Linked DNA regions of Sus scrofa: region 1 is linked to region 2. Evidence: chromatin contacts called from public Hi-C data. All regions are on one chromosome and are shown on one strand. Each heading gives the region's core, a stretch centred on a gene start, on an enhancer-like site or on the middle of the called end of the contact. The rest is flanking DNA. Distances are from core to core; before and after follow the strand shown.

The links. Hi-C and Micro-C count contacts between places; a contact is called where the count stands out from the background.
Region 1: a contact with region 2 is called in a Hi-C map of skeletal muscle, with 5 times the contacts expected there. The contact joins two enhancer-like sites. A contact is called at or near these places in 2 of 47 Hi-C or Micro-C datasets (psoas muscle and skeletal muscle).

The regions. Positions count from the first base shown.
Region 1 is chr5:77,520,033-77,525,205 of Sscrofa11.1, reverse strand. All of the region lies in intron 1 of LOC110260771 (a long non-coding RNA gene), which reads left to right. Among named protein-coding and RNA genes, the nearest start is that of SLC38A4, 33 kb to the right of the region's middle. Within about 2 kb of position 3,130, at least 4 of the 83 cell types and tissues checked have an H3K27ac peak or open chromatin away from gene starts, as enhancers often do. A contact at or near this core is called in skeletal muscle, where this site is marked.
Region 2 is chr5:77,276,213-77,281,076 of Sscrofa11.1, reverse strand. All of the region lies in intron 5 of LOC106510390 (a long non-coding RNA gene), which reads right to left. Among named protein-coding and RNA genes, the nearest start is that of SLC38A2, 150 kb to the right of the region's middle. Within about 2 kb of position 2,261, at least 8 of the 83 cell types and tissues checked have an H3K27ac peak or open chromatin away from gene starts, as enhancers often do. A contact at or near this core is called in skeletal muscle, where this site is marked.

The sequences.
Region 1 (5,173 bases), core at 1,881-4,380, 240 kb before region 2:
AGTCTAATATTTTTATTGTAGAAGGTAAGACACCATGAAGCTGAACAAAATAACAAGTTATTTGAAGTTGAAAAAGCAGAAGAAAAATATGCAGAGAATATTATTGTATTATACAGTTATAATTTTATACAGTTTTACTCATCATATTTATTACACCCTAATTTAATCTATTAGCAAACTCTGAAAATGGAACATGCAAAACAGGAGGTGTTAGTGATTTGGCATCTCAAAATGTTTAGCTTGCTGAGAAAGTTGTAGATAACTTTCCGATACAGCATACAGTGCATGTAAATTGTTCAGTTGGTCTCAAACCATGCCTGGGTCTTGGCTTACTGCCTAGCAATTTCTTTAGGATTGCTGGAAGGTGTTGTTGCTTGTCTTTTCCAGAATAGTTGAGACACAATCAAGAAAAGGATAGGTTTCCATTATTCTGAAAAAAAAAAAAAAAAAAAAAGTAAAAGCAAAATGTTTTTCCCTCCAAAGTGGAAAAAAGTTGTTTCATTTCAATCAAGCGCTGCTTGATAATTACAACTTCTTTTGTATTTCTTTTGATTTCTTTGGTTAAAATCTCAATAACTACTGGAACTTACTGCTTTTCTTGATTATCATTGATTAGGTATTTAAAAATGATGTGAACATCATTTTTAAATCTCAAATAATAGTAATTTTAAAAAGCCATGTATTTGTATTACTTATACTGTGATTATGAAGACATTTTCCTGGTAGAACCAAATACTGGAGTTTCAGAGGAGTAAATATGTTATTGTCATTTATATTTTTCTAAAGACAACATTTCACAAGCCCCAGCCTAAGGAGTTCACTTTTAATTTTGTTCCAGTCTCTTGTTTCTGTAACATATGCAACTTCTGGTGTTTCTTGGATCACACATCCTGACTGAATGTTTGTATGCCCCCAGATTTGCATGTTGAAACTTAATCCCCAAGATGATGGCCTTTGGAGCTGGGGCTCTGAGGAAGTGATTAGGTCATGAAGGTGGAGTCCTCGTGAATGGGCTTAGTGCCCTCATAAAAGAGACCTCCCCAGCCTTCTGCCACGTGAGGAGGCAGGGAGGAGAGGCCATGTAAGCATGAGAAGTGGGCTCGCTGGTCACCGAATCTGCTGGCAACTTGGTCTTGAACTGGGCTTCCAAAACTGTTAGAAATAAATGTCTGTTATTTATAAGCCATCCAGTTGATGGAATTCTGTTATAGCAGCTCAAACTAAGATACATTTTATATTTGGTTGATTTGTCTATTTAAATAACAAGGGAGCCTAGACTTTTGGAATTCTTGCATGCCCCCAAATGTCTTAATTTTCCATGACCATTGGATTAATTTTTGTCTGGGTACAGTATTCTAATCCAGACGTTAGAATTTACAAACCGTTATTCCACTGCTGTATGTGAAACATCCGCTATCAACCTGATTCATGGTACCCTGCAGATAGTTAATTTTCCTCCAGAGATTTTTAAGGTTTTCTTTTTAGCTTAGGGTTCTAATATTTCTTAAATATGTCTAGATGTGTTTTTTTTTTTTTTTTAATTTACTGTCGTTGCCACTGAATAGAGTCGTTCCCATCTTTCTTCACCTAGTGCATTTCTACTCTTGTTTCCCAATTATTTCCTCTCTTTTTCCACCCGGTTTGCTACTCTTGAAACTCTATGTAGGTGGCTATTGGACTTAATGAAACGTAGCTTCCACATCACTCAGCTTATCTCCTACTTTTAAAATAGGCAATGGAGAATAACTAGCTAAGAGCAAGGTCTTTGGAATCAGATCCCCTGCATTTGCATTTCAGCTCTGCCACCTCGTTAGCTATGTGACTCTAGGCATGTTATTGACCCTCTCTGTGTATATACCAAGAGTTTTCGGCTCAGAGAGCTGTTATGAAAATTAACTATGTTATCATAACTGATGTACTTAGAACAGTCTAGCACATATTATGTACCACTGTCACTTTCTCATTGATTCTTTGCTCATATATTCTAAAGAGTTCCTTGAATTTATCTTCCATATCATCAGCTTTTCCAGGTGTCTAGTTATTTTGACCACTTATTAATTTTTTCATTCAGGCAAATGTACTTTTAATTTCAATAAATTCTCTCCAATTTTCTGATTGCTCTATTTTCATAGCAGATGGTTCTTTTTTTTTTTTTGGCAGCAAAATCATCTAAATTCTAATATTAATTTTTTTTTAAAGTGTAAGTCCTTGTTGGTTCACCAAGTTATGTCCTTTTCCCTAGGGTTAGTATTTCTTCTGTTTATCTTGGCCTTTCTCTTCCATGGTGTCAATTTTCCTTAAAGGCCTAGTAACCCCTGGTTTCCTTTGTATGTTTATGAATATTGATCAGTACACATACTGGGCTTGGTTTCCTTTGTAATTGTGTTCAATCTGGCTTTATAGCAGTCAAGAGTCCAAACAGAAAAGCAAAAACCACACTAGGCTTTTTAAACATGAATACAGATCAAATTGAATACAGAGACTCTTTGCATGATTGCTGAAAATTCTGGAGAAGCAAAAGATAAGATCAAGTCATTTGAAGATGAATAGCTATAGGGAACTGCGACCATCTCTGGGCTAAAGAGGAAAAACTTTACCCAAAGGCCAGGTCAGATGTGCTGCTAGGGCTCTTGCTACTGAAGCCCAGTTGCCTGAACAGGAACCTAGTAATTTGATCTAAATGGTTGGGATTGGGGTCTACAGACATAAATGCCTTCGAGGGTTTGGCATGCCCTATAGACGATGAAGCAGGTGGGCCAGTGGTCATGAAACAGCAAGGGTGGTACTATGGTTAGCTGGAGAATGCACATCTGGCTAGAAAGCATTTGCATGAAATTTTTACAAAATATTGTGCTAACATGAGTTTGCTATTTTTCTTGGAGTTGATATGAGCCACTTGTATCTTACTTTAACATTTCGTTATAATCATTTATCATCTCACGATTTGGGTTACGCTGTTCTAAACATCCAGTTGTTTTTTGTCCAGTGATTTTGAGGGTAGAGGAAAACGATTCTGTTCCTTTAAATACTTTGTAGTCTTTTTGTAGCTCTGACAAACAGGAGCTGAAGCATCATTATGAGTTGGATGCTCTCCAGATATGACTATCACTTTTCAGACCATAAAAGGAGCGATAGGATCCTTGGCAAATGGACCAGAACTGACTGAACCTCCGAGGGACTGACTCTATGCTGACTGGCACAGCAAGAAAAGGAAACAACGGAAAACAAAGTGGACCCATCATATGATTGCTTGAATTTCTTCCACATACTATTACATTGATGAGGGGAAAACGCATACAAAGACCAAGCAATTATCTTCGATACTAGAGGAAAGGAACCTAGAGGGTTTTGTGTCAAATGCATGCCAGGCACTGTACACGTGCCATTTTTCTTTTTCTCAAATCAACCACGTAAGTCAGACATGTTAGCCCATGTTATAGATGGCAACTTGAGACTTAGAGAATCGAAGTCCCTCGCCTAATCAAACAGCTAATTAACTGGCAGTTTTGCTATTCAAACGTAAATCTGTTTGACTTTAACACCTAGATTTTTCCCTCCAGAGCGTATTATCTCTTTATGAAGTCAGAAGTGAGACATTTCAGAGACCTTGGCGGCGTTCTCAACAAAGGGGCATATTTTGGGAGTTGTCAATTTCCCCCTAACAATATGTTGAAACACTTTTAAGTTTTAGACACTTGACTGGTTTAGTTGCGGGCAGAGCAGTAAATGGGTAGAGTTATTCCAACTTCACCTCCACTTAGACAGTTGTTGAGGCCAGTCAGGTGTTGAAGATCCCCTGGCAGTCTTTGCCCCATTCCACAAATAGAGCAGTGATGACTCGGGCATAGTGCTGGTATTAAACCCGTTTGCTCACACATGCACCCTGAGCTGTGGTCCCCAGTGACTTACCGCGTTTCTGAACGTGGACAGGCAGCCAGCTACTTCTAAAAATCCCAGCTAGGAATAGAAAGGAACTGAGAAACCAGATACTGCTCACCACTTCCAGCAACCTCACAGCAGCATAATGGAAAAACCAGAGCAGGCCTTCAGTAGTCAACTGAAATATTAAGTTCTGGGGTGTCAGCATTAGCCAACATGAAACGTCATTGTTCAAGGGGCAATCAACCCTATGACCCGCAGGACACGAGAGGCCTCTGGAAGCGGGGCAGTCCGTGAACACTGTATGGTTGTATCCTTTCGCACTGAAGGGCAGCATGCTGATATGTTTATGAGCATTTAATGGCACTGCCTAATACCACTGATTGGCTTAGTGTTAATCTTGGGTTTTATTCCTTCTGGGCTTTTATGATCCCTTACCTGGTTAGCTGCACCAGAACTGGCTGTGAAGGAGGCCAGTGAATGCTGCCTTCTGCATCCACGCATAAGGGACCAGAAGTCCATGGGGCCTAAGAAGGCCACAGCTCGGTATTTCTCTTGCCACCTCTTGTCTTGAAATCGTTGCGCCTAGAAAGCCCTTCATGCTTGCTCATATGAACTAAAAAGATCCTAAACGGCTTCCTAAAATCCTCTCTAACCCCATGGGCCTGGCCTCAAACTTTGGCCTGCATTGGTATTACCTGAGAGGCTTATTAAAAACGATTGTAGGCTTCCAGGGTAAAGCCTCCAAACGTCATCTCTAGCAAGTTCCAGGTGATGCCGATGTGACGGCACACTTTGAGCCCTGCTGCTCTGGCTGGATTCCCCAAAGCCACCCTAGAACCCATGCCTTTGGCAAGTCATCTAGCCTGGCCAAAGCCCTGTGCCGGAGACCCAAAGCTTTGTCAAAAGACACACTGAGGAAAAGTCAAGCTCTATTTTTTTTCCCCTTAAATGGGGGAAAGCCACAGGGATCCTTTAATTCAGTGGTTCTCAAAGTGTGGTTCCCCAACCAAAAATAGCAGCAGCCTCTGGGAACTTGTTGGGAATGCAGATTCTCAGGCCCCGCCCAAACCCGCTGAATCTGACCTTCTGTCGGGGGAAGCCCAGCGATCTGTGTGTTACACACACACCCGGCTCCCACTCCCTCATCTCCCACCGCTGGTCGCAATGAGACGGAGTGATCTTTTTCTTTCTCATTGACATTTTATTGTGATAATTGTAGATTCACTTGCAAACGCAAGGAATGGTATGGAGAGATTCCTTGTCGTTTTTCCCCATTGGTGGTAATGCTTTG
Region 2 (4,864 bases), core at 1,012-3,511:
AACAGAGAAATAATGTATTTACAGTGAAATGTGTTCAGTGCAGCACTAATCCCAATAGCCAAGATATGGAAACAACTGAAATGTTTATCAACACATGAATGGACTAAGAAGATGTGGTACACACACACAGTGGAATACTACTCAGCCATAAAAAAGACTTAAAGAACGCCATTCGCAGCAACATGGAGGCAACTAGAGATTCTCATACTAAGTGAAGTCAGAAAGAGAAAGACAAATCCCATATTATATCACTTACTTGTGGGATCTAAAATGTGGCACAAATGAAATTATCTACAGAACAGAAGCAGACTCACAGATGTAGAGAACAGACTTGTGGTTGGCAAGGGGGTGGGGGGATGGACTGGGAGTTTGGGTTTGGTAGGTGCAAACTATTCCATTTAGAACAGATAAGCAATGAGGTCCTACTGTACAGCACAGGGAAACTCTATCCAGTCTCTTGAGATTGACCATGTGTATGTCTCTTGCGACATACATATATATATATATGTAAGACTGGGTCACTTTTCTGTACAGCATAAATTGGTACAACATTGTAAATAAACTATACTTTAATAAAAAGTGTTTCAAAAAGGGGGGGATAAAGTGAACTGCTCTGTCTTGTATTCATTAGTTAGTCACCAGCAGATAGATCAAACACAGAGTAGAGCTGTAAATGTCTAGCTCTGGGGTGTGGAAAAACTGCCAGAGATTTGTAAATAAATAACCAGATAAATAAATAAATAAATAAATAAATAAGTTTATTTTTTTAATTGCTGCTATTTTAGGTCCACCTAACACAAGGGCTTTGTGAGTCTGCTTTTGTGTGACTTCAGACGCTGGTATGAGCACCCAGTTCAGGAATATGTGCTCTTGTTCTAATTATGGAAATGACTGGACTGATCAAATTACTTAACAGCATATCTTGCATGACACCAAAGAAACAATTCCAACAAAGGACTTTGATTTGATGATTGAGAATTGCCAGCCGTTTGTACAGGCCTTTGAAGAAAGGGAAAGCTGGACTGATGATAATAGCATCAACAAGAGCAGTGGAAAGTTACTTAAGCTTTAATACTGCTGTTGTGGTTGTAATTGTTTTCTCCTTCATTACTGCTGCCTAGTTTAAAAACTAGAACTCTTGAGAAAATGAGCTATATTACCTCTCCGAAACCTTCAAACAGAAATATTGATTTACGACTCTTTTTCTAGATATTGTTGTTGGAGGTCTAACTTGTATCCTATTTACTAGATTTTTAAATAAGTTCTTTCCCTACTTAAAAAGGATCGAATGAGAGGGAGGAGAGACACATGTGGCCTGATGCTGATAATCTGTCTGATTGGCCCATTCCCTACGTCCCAGATCCTGGAAATACCAACAAAAGATCTACCCCTGCTATCCCCTCATATTGGAGATGAGTGGCCTGTGGGTGTGCAGATGAAGGAAGGTACTTAGTAAAGCATTGAAGTGGGAGAACCCCTCAATTGCTCTTGAAGCAGAAAACCCTGGCACCCTGGCAAGGGAAGAGAACAAGACTTCTCCTGGGGGTGCCTGGGGGCAAGGAGTGGGGAAGTCCGTCTCCAGATGGACACTGCACACATGCTTGTTGATTCATGCCCCCAGACAATAATTACAATATGCATAATAATAAGATGTCCTACTCTGGAGTTACTTTTACTTCCAAGTAGACCACGGCTATTCAACAATCCACTGATCAATCTTCCTGGGCAATGCTGTATCATTCTTGACACGCTTCCATTCCACATCCTACCCAACACCTCTCCACACACACAAGCCCATGCCAAAAAGGTGAGAGAGCATAAGAATAACATGTCCACTTCCCAGCAGTCTACATTCAAAGATGCTGGAATCACATCGGTCGATTTATAAATAACCCTCCCAAAGGAGCAACGATGACCTTAGAGGGACACTGAGAAGGCATGACTCCAGATAGAGTTTTGTTTCTCTTTCTCTAGCTGGCCTAAGTTGTGGCAAAAAAAAAAAAAAAAAGAAAGAAAGAAAGAAAAGAAAATGACCAAATTCATGAAAAAAAATTCTATTTGCCTATAATTTATTGAGCGACTTGTGCTGAAATGCATAAAAAAATAGTGTAAGGGTTAACCCTAATTAGTTTATATTTTCCTGCCTTCCCAAGCCAGGCTTGCTTCCCTTCTCTGGTGACAGGCACTGCATTCTCTCCTGCCCTCCCCTCAAAATGTGTTCCCAAGACAGACCCAAGAGACCAATTCTTCTTTAGAGAGAATGACTAATGGGGCTTTAAGTGGCCTCCTCTTTGGAATAAAGAGCTGTGTTTTGAAAGGGCAGGGATAGGGCCCAGGTTCTCCTGGAGCCTCTGAAATCATGGCTGCCTTTCTCAAGGATTCACACACATTCTGGAGTTGGCTCAGGTGGTGACTGCCAGGAGAACGTACTAACAACTCATCATTTGTACATTACTGGCATTACTTCCACCAATATTTATTTATTGGTTGCTACAGAAGTCTATTTATTTGCTGTGAGTTCAGCATTTCAACAGGAGTTTCCTGTTGGCCTAAGGGTTAAGGATTCCATGTTGTCACTGCTGTAGCTTGGGTTTGATCTCTGGCCCAGGAACTTCTGCATGCCACAGGCACAGCCAAGAAAAATAAAATAAAATAAAGGAAATCTGCAGGAGCAATGTCCTTAACCATGAGATGTAAGCTGGGTCTATCTCCTTGGATCCTTAGTTTTCTTGCCTGTGGTTTCAGACACTAGGCCCCCTCACTCTGGGAACACTGACCTGAAGGATGCTACTCCTTAGCTACACTGGGGGAGGCAGGCGAGAACCATGATGACAGCAGGATGCTTGTAAGGGCCACCTTCCTGGCTCCTTCTATCCCCACCAGCTAACACCTCCAGAGAAGAGCAATGTTGCTTCCGAGCAAGAAAAACTCAGCCTAGAACCTGAGGGGTTGGCTTGACATGGCAACATGCTTGCGCCACACGATCAGCATCTCCTCCCTTCCTTCTCCAAACCTTCTCTTCCCATAGTTCCTCAGCACAGGAAGTATCTGTGCTTGCCACAGGGACTGATGGCATGGGCTTGGAAACCCATGGCCAGATCCCTGGGTTCAAATCCCAATTCCACCACTTAGTCCACATGACATATTGAGCAAGCTTTAATTGCTCTAAGCTTCACCTTCTGCATCCACGGAATGGATCTAACAACCGCTATGCAGATTAGAATGAGAATGAAATGGAATAATGCATGCAAAGCACTTAGCCAATATATATATATATTTTTTTGTCTTTTTGCCTTTTCTAGGGCCTCTCCCAGGGCACATGGAGGTTCCCAGGCTAGGGGTCTAATCAGAGCTGTAGCTGCCGGTCTATGCAGGAGCCACAGCAATGCGGGATCCGAGCCGTGTCTGCAACCTACACCACAGCGGGATCCTTAACCCACTGAGCAAGGCCAGGGATCGAACCCACAACATCATGGTTCCTAGTCGGATTCGTTAACCACTGAGCCATGATGGGAAGCACTTAGCAATATGCCAGGTACATAATAAGCACTCAAAACATAGTAGCTGATATTATTAATGAAACCACCATGTATGCAGTTGCTCAAATATGACAGGTCCCATTTTTCTCTTAGCCACCCTGACCTTATGTCCAATAAATTCTATCTTCTAAATATAGTTGAAGTGGAGATTCCACTTCTTCCTCCCCATCCCTGCTGTAATAACATCTTTTCTACCATTATAACCTTCTAACTTTGTACACCCATTCTCTTCCTATGCCAACCCTTCTGTGCATTTCCCAGTGGTGTGAATATTCTATAAGAGAACCGTACTCATGACACTCCACTAATTAAGATCTTTCAAGGGCTCCACGCATTACCTCCTGGATGCAATCCCAGCTCCTCAGCACACCCCCTTCAAGGCCTAGGGCTGTATTTCTCGCTCCCCGCTCACCTTACACACCTTCCTCCCAGAACAATCTCTACTTCTTAAAAGGGCCCTTGTGTCCAAGTGCCTATGAACGTGCTCTTCCTGGCACACGTTCCACTCTTCACATGACAGACTCCCCATAGCCTCTAAGACTCAGTGCCCAGCATTCTAGTCCAAGAATTCTTCCTGACTCCTCACTCACATAATACACGACTTTCTTTTCTGTTTTCTTGTCCAGCTCCTTCTGTTTAGAACAGAGCTTCTTGAAAGGAGGGACTGGGTACCTTGCCACATCCTGCATTGCAAAGGACTAACTAGGTGTTAAATCCACTCGTTCGGCACACACTTACTGAGCCCTAGGCTGGGTATTAGATGCATACTTGCGCTCTTTCATTGCACAATCCCCTATGGTTTTGCCATCCTTGGTGCCATAAGGAGTCACAAGCAGGATTTGACTACAGAAAATCTACCTCTTCAAGACTCTCACCCCAATGTCAATAGCTGCCCACTGGAAGACACAAACATGCATGTATCAACATCATCTAAATGTATTCTCACAACAACAAATGAGAAACCAAAAGTTCTGGGGATTTAATGCCTTGGCCAGCTTTTGATTGGCACGCTCAGGGGAGGCCATGTTCCATAGCGTTATAAGCTGGCTGGGGAAGTGAGACCAACCGGGGATCCAATCCCAGCCTTTCTAGGTAGAAGCTGTATGGTCTCACAAAAATTGCTTCCCCTCTTTGAGCCTCAGTTTCCCCTCCTGGAAAAGCATGGGAAATAATACTTAACCACCCACCTCACAGGATTGTGTGAAATCCAAATTAAAAACTGAATTATGGAAGTTCCCATCGTGGTTCAGTGGGTTAAGAACCCGACTAGCATCCATGAGGATGCAGGTTCAATCCCTGGCCCTATTCAGTGGATTAAGGATCCG